Regions from separate parts of the Triticum aestivum genome. Here region 1 is linked to region 2. A link is a contact called in public HiCAR-type data. All regions are on one chromosome and are shown on one strand. The core of a region is the stretch at or near the end of the contact, and the rest is flanking DNA. Distances in the headings are between cores, read along the strand shown. Region 1 holds the start of LOC123188158 (U-box domain-containing protein 4). Region 2 holds the start of LOC123188157 (eukaryotic peptide chain release factor subunit 1-3).

Evidence for each region. HiCAR-type assays count read pairs that join an accessible place to other places.
Region 1: a contact with region 2 is called in a HiCAR-type map of leaf, with 2.5 times the contacts expected there. The contact joins the promoter of LOC123188158 here to the promoter of LOC123188157 in region 2. A contact is called at or near these places in 1 of 5 Hi-C or Micro-C datasets (leaf) and 1 of 1 datasets of contacts at active chromatin or transcription factors (leaf).

Annotation. Positions count from the first base shown.
Region 1 is chr2A:165,886,811-165,892,619 of IWGSC CS RefSeq v2.1, forward strand. It overlaps LOC123188158 (U-box domain-containing protein 4), which reads left to right and starts at 1,566. Exons shown (of 2, transcript XM_044600202.1): 1 at 1,566-2,719; 2 at 2,821-3,393. The coding sequence starts at 1,721. The coding sequence ends at 2,907.
Region 2 is chr2A:165,829,079-165,835,726 of IWGSC CS RefSeq v2.1, forward strand. It overlaps LOC123188157 (eukaryotic peptide chain release factor subunit 1-3), which reads right to left and starts at 5,247. Exons shown (of 3, transcript XM_044600201.1): 1 at 5,156-5,247; 2 at 1,583-3,021; 3 at 1,138-1,490. The coding sequence starts at 2,991. The coding sequence ends at 1,678.

The DNA.
Region 1 (5,809 bases), core at 316-2,815, 54 kb after region 2:
GTCTACAAGGCACACGCCCACCTCACGATAGGTGGGATGGCCCGCCCCATGCCAGCCATTCTCTCTGCCGCTGCCATGGCCGCGGCCAGCACAGGCTCGTCGGTCCCATCGACCGCCGCAACACCGTTCCCCTAGCCCATCCGTCTCACACGGCACGCCGAATTTTTGTGCTCCGCCAACATATGACCATGGCCAGACGCGATTCTCTACATCGTCGGACTGCGTGGTGGTCGACTCAACTACGCCCGCTGGCGTCATCGACCTCAACATCACGCCATTGTGAAGACCGCGACGACATGATCTAGGTGAGACGACGGCCGCGATGGCAGTCCTTTTTGAAGGCTGGCTCCTATGCCGTCCGATGGCTTTGTTGTCGGCAAGAAAACTTATCTCTTTTGAAGGCTGGCTACTGTGCCGGCAGCTGGCCTTGTTGCCAACGACAAAACTTGTCCATTATGAAGGCTGGCTCCTGTGCTGGCCGCTGGCTTTGTTGCCGGCGTGAAACGTGTCTTTTTGAAGGCTGGCTCCTGTGCCAACCGCTGGTTTTGTTGCCGGCGTCAGATTGTAGGCCGCCGATTGTGTTGCCAGCCGACGTGAAATAGCGCGAACCGTGATCGCGGCTTAGATCCTTTGTTTCACATTTGCATGCACGAGGACAAGATGCGGCCGAAATGCGGCCGTGTGTAGGGCGCATGGCTGACGCATCCACGAATCCAGACAAACACGGCCTCATTCCCACTCTCAAATGGACAAAATTCAAATAAAACGAACGTTTGTTTGGAGCCGCACGATGGAGTTGGCCTGATTTCACGGTGTGATGATAGGCCAGCGCAGAAACATCCAAGGACTTGGACTCGGGCGACTCGGAGCCGACACCATGGGGGCATGCAAAAATGCTCCTGTGGGTACGTACTAGTACGTGGTAGTATGATTCGTTGTGTATATGACGCGGTAGAAGCCAAAACGGCACGAGGTGTGCAGACGCTGCCTCCAATTCCGGACGCGGCAATTCCCCTCACTTTCACGACGAAGACAGCCAAAACCGTCAAAATCAGGGGAACCGGGGGACGGGGCACCCCCTGCCGACCGCCGCGGCACCTACCCGATCCCTGCCCCCCACCCCAAGCCCCGCCGCGCCGTGGGGCCACGAGCCGCCCGGCCCAGCCCACCGGCAGGCAGCGCGGCGTGGTGCGGCCCGCTCGCCCTGCACGCGTCCTGCCGGCCTCACGTGCGTGGGCGACCCCGTACGTACGCGGCCGTCGTCGCACGTGTCGCGCGCTGAACTCTTCGCCCCCACCGCGCTACCGGTTCGTCCCGCCCGTCCCTAACGAGATGCGGCCCGCGTCCCCCGCCGGATGCCCATCGGACGGCCGGGCGCTCGCGGCATCCGCCACGTACCTTTCCGACGGTGGGTGGTGTAGCGGGGCCGTCTGATTCCCGATCCGACGGTGGCGGTGCTCGTACCAGCCAAAGAAGCGGCAGAAAAGTAGTGACGGAAGGGCCATTGGCTGATTATCTTAAATATAATAATTAGCGCGATTAATTTAAGCAGCCCACCCGATCCCCCCTCGCTTATTTCATCGGCTCGTCTCCTCCCCGAGAACGCAACGCACCCAATTCTTCCTCCTCCATTCCATCCCCCAGCCCAGCTCTCTCTCCCTCGCCTCCGAGGTTCTCTGCCCGCCGCGGCATTTGCGTCCGGTAGAGCACGGCGGAGGGGATGGACTCGGACGCCTCCGTGTCCCCGCGGCGGCGGAGCTGCTACAGCGACAGCGGCGACTCCTCCTGCTCCGAGCCCTTCAGCGAGTGCGGCAGCGACGACCTCTCCTTCACGCCCGCCGCCGCCGCGGGCATCCACCGCCTGCTGCTCTCCTGCGCGGCCGAGGCCTCCGACGGCTCCATCTCCTCGCTCGTCGCCGAGCTTGAGTCGCCCTCGGCCTCGGTCGACTCGCTCCGCCGCGCCGCCATGGAGCTGCGGCTGCTCGCCAAGCACAACCCGGACAACCGCATCCGCATCGCGGCGTCCGGGGCGGTGCGGCCGCTCGTGGCCCTGCTGTCGCACGCCGACCCGCTGCTGCAGGAGCACGGGGTGACGGCGCTGCTCAACCTCTCCATCTGCGACGAGAACAAGGCCCTCATGGTCGAGGCCGGCGCGATACGGCCGCTGGTGCGCGCGCTCAAGTCGGCCGCGTCGCCCGCGGCCAGGGAGAACGCCGCGTGCGCGCTGCTCCGCCTCTCCCAGCTCGACGGCGCCGCGGCGGCCGCCGTCGGCCGCGCGGGCGCCGTCCCGCTGCTGGTGTCCCTGCTCGAGACCGGCGGCGCGCGCGGGAAGAAGGACGCCGCCACGGCGCTCTACGCGCTCTGCAGCGGCGCGCGCGAGAACCGCCTGCGCGCAGTCGAGGCCGGCGCCGTGCGCCCGCTGCTGGACCTCATGTCGGACCCGGAGTCCGGCATGGTGGACAAGGCCGCCTACGTGCTCCACTCCCTGGTGGGCTTCGCCGAGGGCCGCTCCGCCACCGTGGAGGAGGGCGGCATCCCCGTGCTGGTGGAGATGGTGGAGGTCGGCACCTCGCGGCAGAAGGAGATCGCCACGCTCTCCCTCCTCCAGATCTGCGACGACAACGCGGCGTACCGCACCATGGTCGCCCGCGAGGGCGCCATCCCTCCCCTCGTCGCCCTCTCCCAGTCCTCCTCCGCGCGCCCCAAGCTCAAAACCAAGGTACCAATCGTTCGAAGCACAATCGTTTCGGCCATTACAATCACAAACAGAATTTACAGCTTCCGATGTACGGAGTACTAATTTGTTTTGCGATTCCGTAGGCTGAGGCGCTGGTCGAGATGCTACGGCAACCGCGGAGCGCGAGCCTGCGCGCAACCAGGCCGGCGGCGATCGTTGCGGCGGAGTGATGATACCGTTCGGCTACCAATTCCACCTTGGCCATGCATGCCAGGTGGCGTGCGTGCGTGCGTTTTCCCCTTTCCCCGTGGCGAGAGCGAGACGAGCTGGGCTGGGCAGCCGGCCGGCGTGCCTGCCTGCCCGCCCGTGTAAATAGCCGAGCCAGCAGCGAGTTTGCGTCCGCGAGCGAGTGTACATTTCCCTCAACCTCAAGCGAGATGACGACCATGGTCCGTGGCGGAGCCAAGCCTCCCTGTAAATTCATTCTCCCCACTGTTCTTCTTCTTCTTCTTCTTCCTTTTTTCACTTTTATTAGTTTCTAGTACCATTTTGGGTTGCTTCCTGGATCAAGGAAGCGAGCCAAATTCGCGTGTGGTGAAACAGCGAGCTGTGCTGTTGGAGTGAGCGTGTTCTGGACTTGGTTTCTTCTGGTGGATACGATAGAAAGATTGTGTGATCTCTAGAAGAAAGAAAAAAAAATCACCGGTTGGTTTGAACTGCAATCCAATCCACGACGGCCGTGCTGTTACATTCAGGTTCTAGCGGTGTTATCACTCCATCTATCTCATCCCAGGTTCCTGCGGCAGGAGCGGGGCGTGGCTCGTGAGCCGTGGGTGAGCGAGCGAGTGACTTGCTAAATCAGCAACGTTTTGCTGGTTCAACCGAGGACGACAGGTCGGAATTTTCTAGTGGTCGCGCTGCCGTCTGCTCGCTGGGTCAGTCGATCGGTCGTTGCCGCCAAAGGCTGGCTTCTTCTGCCGCTGCTTGTGGCCTAGAAGAAGATGCAGCACGGAATGGCCCCGCAGCAGCGGTAAAGCTGAAAAGAAAGATCTCGCGCTCGCGCCCGGTAGGTTGGTTGATTATTCGTCCCCTGTAGCTGAAAAGGACGCTGCTCTTCGGCTGAATCTGGCCACCGCCGGTAGTTCTCGGGCCCGGGGCCCTCCGACGAGGCATGGAGCTCGTGCCCATCCTCCCACACGACGCCGATATCTTCGAGTGTGGGAAACGGATAGCGGGACACGTCATCCGTCGTTGTGTCGAATGGCACTTGTCGCCACCTCTCAGCAAGGAGTAGGTGATTGGCTGGATCCTACGCCCTTTTGGGACGATGACGTCGTGTCATGGCATGGCAACGTCTCTTTACCGCAACGTGTATTTTCCCTTCTTCTTTTTCTCTCCAACCACACGGCCTTATCTCTGCGCGGTGCCGAGAAAATCTCGGCTATAAAGCTATGGTACGCCTTTCGCGTATACTCGAAAAAAGAAAATCTTGGCTGTGTATTTCAAAATTGAGAAAGATGGTTGCCAGATAGTGGAACATGCTGATGTAGTTGGCGGGGGTCATTGGTTAGATAGTGCTGTTACGAGTACGCACTACGACGGCTAAGAAATTACATTGACCCGACTAATCTTTAGCTCCACGACTCTTTCAGAGACATAAGTATGATGACTGCATGCTCCCTCGGCATGTTTGACTATTACTATTCTTATTCTTATGTTTTTCAAGTTCCGTTCTACTCTACAACAAGAAACAGGGTTTTGACCCTTGCACAAGAATCTAGCGGCAACGAAATATCGAGCAGGTATGAGATGACCAAAAATGCATATAGCATTCTTTGTTTGTTTTTGGGTGGTAAGGAAATTTATTGATCAAGCAATGTGGTTACAATCGCCGTTCACAACACCGGCTATTTCCTCGGGGTACACCCAGTACAAAAACTTGCCACTGGAAAAGAACCACAACACACTTTTTACCGTGTAAATTTGCGGCTTGTGGGCAATACATGTTAAACATGTATCTGTGTAAATTGTAAGGTTGAGTAGTGTAAACTTAGTCCACTCCTTGATTATAGGATCTAGCAAGGCTCGTGGCATGCGTGCCACATTTTCAGGAGCTCTTGCTCTCTCCCTGAGGGGATATATATATCTCTGTAACTTGATGGTTCAGTCAATATACATAAAATCATCTCTCCAACTTTGTATAGCGCACCATGGCCTCCTCTTCCTCCACCGCCGAAGCTACGAGCTCCGCCACCTCCCCCGGCGACCTCTCCTTCTCTTTGACGGCGCCTGCTGCGGCTCCCTCCTCTGCTTCCTCCCCGCCGTTCGTCTTCGGCACTTCCCCCGCCGCGGGCACCCAGTTTGCCCCTCTGTTCAACACCACCGTCCCCCCTGCTCCTCCGGCGCCTGCTCCCCGCCACCCCATCTTCCTCGATCACATCACAAACCACATCAAGTTCCTCCTCAACCCCGACGACCACAACTATCACAAATGGAAAACCTTCTTCATCTTGGTTCTCGTCCGCTACGGCGTCTCCTACCTCATCGAACACCCGCCCCCACCCAATGCTTCCGCCACCTACCTTGAGCTTGATGCCCATGTCGTTCTGTGGATCTACGCCACCCTCTCGGACACCATGTGTGATCACGTCGTCGGCGCCACCACCACTTTTGCCCTCTGGACCAAGATCCGCGACTACTTTCTTGCCAATCGCGCCGCTCGCTTCATGATCCTCAACCGCAAGTATCGCAACCTCAAGCAGGGCGATCTGTCTATCTCCGAGTACGCCCGCCGGATGAAACTCCTCACTGACGCTCTTGCCGACATCGACCGCGCCGTCATCGAGGTGGACCTCACCACGCAGTTCCTCCATGGCCTCGACAAGCGGCTCGACACGATCCGGGTCGTCCTTGGTGATCAGGACCTGCCCTTCGACACCGTCCTCTCCCGGGTCGTCCTCGCCGAGGAATCCCAGGAGCATCGCGCGGCTGAAGAGAGCGCCTCCGTGTTCGCCCTGTCGAGTGACGGCGCCTCTGGTTCCAGCTCCACCTCGGGTGGTCGCGCCCCGGATCATGCGGATCGCGCTCCTACTGGCGCCCCGGTCGCTCCTCCACAGTCGCACCCGCACCTCG
Region 2 (6,648 bases), core at 3,997-6,496:
CCACCTTCTACTTGAAATCAGAGAAATGTCGCGTGTCATCCATCAGAATGGGTCTCACCTACTAGCCCGTGAGACTAGATCTCATACAATTCTTTTTCCCGCCCTGACGTGACAGCGTTACTTTTGACTTGCTCCGGCTCATTTTACCGGGCTTCTACCGGATACTGCTATTTTTTTTAGGGAACGCCATTATGGCGGTTTATATTTCAAGGATAAATAAAGATAAATCGTTTGAGAGTACATCTACAAAGAAATCCGAAGGCTCTAACTTCCTCCCTCTGGTCCTTTTTACTCCGCATATTATATTTGGGTCAAGTCAAACTTTGCAAAGTTTGACCAAATACATATTAAAAAATATTAATATCTATTATACCAAATATATATCCCATGAAACTACATTTCGTAATGAATCTAACAAAATTGATTTGGCATCGTAAATGTTAATACTTTTTTCTATAAATTCGGTCAAAACAGATATGCTTTGACTTCAGACAGAACTTATATGCGGACTAAAAAGGACCTGAGGGAGTCCAGACAATGGTTCGAGAGTTCTTCAAGTTCCTAGACAACACATCTGCTGCCATATTGACCTCCTTGGGACAATGATTAGAAACTACAGAAAAATAATAATGAGCTAAAAAGGAGCACTCTTCATAGATGGCTGCTGCAGGGCCCAGTGAATTCCCACCGTTCTGCATCACATCAATAACCTCCAAGCAATCTGCCTCTACATGAATTCTATTGCAACCCATCTCGTTAGCAAGAAGAAGACCATCTCTCAGGCCTCAGGCCTCGGGCGAATGTGCCCGTGTCATCGCAAGATAGCTCGCTTCCTGAACCGCCCTCATAGTCATACCGGATACTGCTACTTGCAGATTGAACCAGTCAGCACATCAAACATGGTTTCCACCAAAAATTCATAACAAAAAACCCCTTGGGTGGATCCAAGTTCAACCTTCTTTTGAAATGCAACCAAGGGTTGGTTGCAATTTGGGATAGATAAAATTATTCAACCAGGTTTTGATATGATATACGTACAAAAAGATGCAACTGCACTGTGGAAGTGCAGGGCAGGGCAAAGACAAAACAATGTCAAGCAAATAAAAACTGGACCACCTACGGCACCAACAAGATAAATCACAGTAAGACGGGGGGAATATTTATAGCAAAACAATGTCTTCGTTGCAAAAACTGCAGGAGCAAGAGACTACTACAGTATTACACAATATTTATACGAGTTCATTCACGATGCTGAATATTAAAAGCAGACACTAGACTTCAGAACCCTAGATGCATGATAACAGACATCCGACACTACACAACGACTGAATATATAGAAGCACAAAGCGACAACTAAGCATAAGGAGCTTTTAGTCCGGTTAACGTCTTGAAATGTTACTTCCATGATGATGATGATGGCATCTCAATCATCTGGTCATGAACTCCTTCGGCATAGTTTGAGGCTGGCCCATGCCCATCAATCTCTGGATCTGAAACCAAGGGGAGGAACAGTAAGACAAACCAAATATATTGTGAAACAAGAAAATTGTAAAGCTTTATAGTCAAGACGAGACGTGCATACATACAGCTGCCTTTGAAGTGTTCTTGCGTAAGTTGAGCGAAACCGAGCTGTGGCGTCCTTCCATGGGCCAGCACAATCATTTGATTAGCTGATTGCTAATCAGAGTCTTCATACAAACCTTCATCGTCTGAAACCTCGTCAAAAGACCGCATATCTAGCTGATAGCGCAGCAGACCACCAATGCCACCGAATCCTCTGCAGAACTGCGATCCCTCTTGTGACTTGTTAGTGACAAACTCAAGCGCACAGCCGAACTTCTTGTATTCATTAGCAAACCACTCCAACAGAGATATTTTTTCCTGAACTTCCAACTCGGCATTGGTCTCACTATCGCGGAAATTGCTCTGATCCGCTTCCTGCTCCTTGTTCAAATGTTTGACAATAATTTCCCCAGAGACACTGTGCTTCAGCGAATATCTGTTGATGTCAAGATTCTCCCACACTATCAGAGTCTCAACAGCACCCATTTCAAGAGCCTTTAGAGTGTCATCAACACCAAAGACATACTTCCCAGTATCTTGACTGATCTCTTCAAAGTACTTGCCAATTAACTTCTTCTCCTGTATGAACTTCACATTTGCTAGAATCTCAGCTGACAACTCAATAGCTTGGTTGAACCCATTCTCGCCGCCATAAGAAACATCAACCACATTAAGTATCTTGGCTTGAAGTCTCTGGTCAAACATATCAGATTGGCTCAGCTCTGTCTTGAAATCAGCAGAACCAGCAAGAATCAGTCCAGAAACATTAGGCTGACTTGTAGCTGGATTGATAAAAAACTGAGTAGCAAGCTCAGCAGTTTTTCGGACATAGTTATGACGTTTTTCCATCCGAAGACGAGCAAAACGTAGAGCTGACTGCCCTCCTCTACCATGCTTCTTTGGGAGATCAACAGTAAATTTGTGAAGCACTTCACGTGTATTTCCACTTAGTGTGCCAAAAAGTGTACCATTACCATCCATAACAATGAAGCCGAACTTGTCATCAGATTCCAACAGCTCATTTAAAGCCTCAGTGTGGAACTTGTTATCACAAAGGTAAAGTGAGACATTTATAGGCTTGAATGGCTCAAAATCAATAGTAACTTTCTTTTCCTTTCCATCATCAGTAACAATGGTTCCAGTGTAGAGAACCAAACCATTGGGAGGAACTCTGTTGTAAAGCTTCAGCCTCTGCTGAGCTGAGGTGATGGCACCCAAAACTGATTGACGATTGACTCTACTCTTGATGTTTGAAGCAGTACCATACTCGTCGCCTAACATCTTCGCCACTCGAGAAACCTGATCACGTGGAGGCATAATAAGAGAGATCATGCTTGTGCCATTGCCTCTAGCAGACTCCAGTGCCTTGATTAGCTTTTTAATCTTCCAGATTTCAATGTTCCTATCAGTTTCCTGGCTCTCAGACATCTTGATAGAGCCCGGCTAAGACTAGTTCACCTGTAGACAGCCACACACACACACACGAACAGAAATATGAGGGCCTTGGTAAAAAAAACTTCCATGGGCCCAGTTGCCCCATAGAAACAATTGTTCATGAACTAAATGAAATAAGGGAATTCGTAAAATGTTCAGTGCAGATGCTGTAGGTATTTAATTTTTATTGCTAGCCCAAGTTGAGTTTGCAATATCCCAACTATGCCAGCAAGGTCCAAATTATAGTACAAATAAGAAACGACAGTCACAAGCACTTAATTACAAAAAATTGATCAAAGATAGTAGTAAGTGAAACTAATTTACAGGAAACATCATACTTTAAACACGGCACACAGGGAATGAAGCAAAACTAGTTTACTGGAAGCGGCAATACTTGAAACATAGCAAGCAATGTACGAAGCAGGGAAGTTCATCAAACAAAACAATTTCCCACAAGAAATTTGATATGTGAACAGGGTTGAGAATTCCATGTTAAGATATTTGACAAGACTTTGCAGCCAACATATAAAAAATTAATAAGCATATAAAGAAGAGCTATTGGTTGGTTGCACAGTGTTCAGCAAAGCATATGTGAACAGTATTCCTTCTATATTTGAAAAAAAAAAGTTCAAGCAGCTAGATAATTCCCATAATAACTGAAGAACATACAGAACCAAGCACAGTTGAGATCTGAAAAGTCATTCAGTAATAATAAAACTATGATGATACAAGGTAGAACATGCAACTACACGTATGAAATAAATGAAGAGCGGTCCTAGGATAATCTAGAAAAACTGGCTGCAGAACACAACAGTCAAAAATCTAAACAGTAGCAGTCATGTGTTGGACAACATAGTAAGCATAACTTAGTACTAAAACACATGGACTGCAGCCTTATATTTTATGACCAAGTGGTCTATAATGTAAATGATAGATCTGGTCAAGCAATATGGCATAGACTTTAGGTTATTGCAATTCCATTGACCTACTTAATACTTGATCTCTATAAACTAAGAGAATGAAGCACAATATTGATCTTAAGTAGAAAAAAATGACAATCTTTCTAGCATACAAACGCTCGGTTCAATCCACAATCATCTTTAACAAAGTATTAATTAGGTTAGAGCTATTAGGTATGCAAGGCAGAGTTGAGGATGCCAGTAACGTTACAACCCAATTAGTAGATGGCATGGTCTTCTTCATCTTTATTACCGAACTCTCTTTCTCTTCATAAGCAGATCAGGAGAAGCACTCTGGAACAAGGAGAAACCTTGCGTTTCTTTCTAATCAAAACCGCAGATAATTAGTCATAATTTAACTTGCAGTGGAACTGTGCAACCAAGAGTGAATCCTGGAGTGGGAAGCTGGGTCAGGGTGTGGAGACAAGGATAAGAGCAGATCATCCATGGGCGCGAAAGAAGGGGACGTGCGTGGACTGGGGAGAACTTGGGTGGATTCCATACAAGGTAAGCAATGATCTTGATGTGCTGAAATCCACTGGTAGAGTTTAAGATAACTCCAGGGAATCCTCACCCAAGCTATTGCAACAACACACTATTAAGTTTTACAAAGCTGAAGCATTATAAGTTGGCACGCATATATGTGAAAAGAAACACAAACAATTTGGATGCACCCAAAAGCAAGACGAGCAGCTCCTACCCGTTAGTAAAATTGCACACTAATTAACATCGTGGGCACTAACAGGAAGGCCCTCCGGACAAGTGGAATCGAAATAAACGCAACTCATATATACTCGAAAAAGAAGAAGCATCATCATCTAAGCCCGCATGTATTAGTACTCTGCCCCAACATCCTAACTCTTCTTCCGTACATCCAAACGAATCAATCAATCCATGCACTCAGCACGCAATCTCCAAACGGAACACGGATCGATCGCCTCGCACCGAAGAACCCGCGGATGAAAACCGCGCAAAATCGCAGAAAAACATCCGGCCAGCGCGCTCGCCTCGCGCAGATCCCGAAAATCGCAAGACAGCACAATCACCGCGTGAGCTAGAGAAGTATCGGTAAACGAAACCCCCCGGAAATTAACGAATAACAGGACGCAAATCGGACCAGAACACGTCGCACCACGAGAACTACGGATTGAGCACCAAATCGCGACGAAATCTAGCGGGATCGGGTTAGGGTTCGTTACCTAGGGGAAGGGGTTGGGGCGGAGGGAGGGGAGTGCCGACTTCACGCGCGGCTGGCTGGGTGGGGAATCCTCTCCTCTCTCTGGCTGTCGGCTGCTTGGGAATATAGAGCGATAATAGTTTCCGCGGTGTTATTATACCACCTGGTGAGAGAGCTCGGCATCGGCCCGCCGCAGCCAGCTCGCGGCAGGATGGGCCGTTTAGCCCATCATCCTGGGAGGCCCGTTTCTTGTCAGACGATCGATGCTCAGCCTGCTGGGCCGGTGGCTGGTTAACCTTCTCGGGTCGTGGGCCTAACAAAAAAAATCTATGGCCGCGCTTTGGGAGCGAACACGGTGACAAAACGCGCGGGAGCAATATCTTGCATTAAGCGACATGGTAGCTTCTCCCACATTGACCTCTAAAGTAACGGGTTGACCGTTGACCCCTAGATCTCCTTGTTCCTTCGTTGTGCTGCTAGCCAGTAATCTAACGCGATTCACTTTAGATTAGTAGGCCGCGAACAACTTGTAGTAAAAAAAACAGATTTCCACAAAGTTTTTGGGGGTTTTTTCACCGGTTTTTCTTTGTTTCTTTTTTCATTTTACTGGTTTTTTATTAATTTTCTTCTTTATTAGTTTTCAATGGTTTTTCTCTTTTCTTTCTTTTTTCTTCCGTATTCATTGTTTCTTCCTTTTTTAATCTGTTTTGCTTTTGATTTCCCTCGGGTTTTCACTGTTTTCCCGTATACTTTTTAGAATATTTATAATACATTTTTTAAATATATATTCCATATTTTAAATACAAAATTAAAAAATAATACATGGTCAACATTTTTCCTATACACATATTATTACTTTTTTTCATTTCCTTGATTAACATTTTTCAAATAATATATTACATTTTTTAATATATGTTTTACATATTTTTAAAATAAATCAATGCTTTATTAACATTTTCAAATAAAATATTAAAGTTTTTTAATACATCATCGACAATTTTATACACATTTAAATTTTATCCAAATGCTTGATTAACATTTTTCATATACTTGTTCAACATTTTTCAAATGCTTGACTAACATTTTTATATGCATGATCAAAATAACTCAGCATTTTTTAATAAATGATCAAAAAAAATTCTATTCGTATTTAATATTTTTTAAATGCTTGATTAACATTTTTCAAATACATGTTCAACATGATATCAAATACTTGATTAACATCTTTTTAAATACATGATCAAATTTTTTCATCATTTTTTAATACTTAGTCAACATTTTTTCTATAGATATTTAACATTTTCAAATGCTTTATTAACATTTGTCCAAATGCCTCATCAACATTTTATAAATGTTTTGTAGAATACTTTTGTAATATAGAATATCTGGAAATATAAATAAATTATAAGAAAACAAGAAATATTTTCTCTACTACTTAAAAGGAACGCAAGGTTCCCATTTCACCTCTTTTTCATCCAACCTTTCTTATTATATACGCCCCCTTCTTTCCTTGTC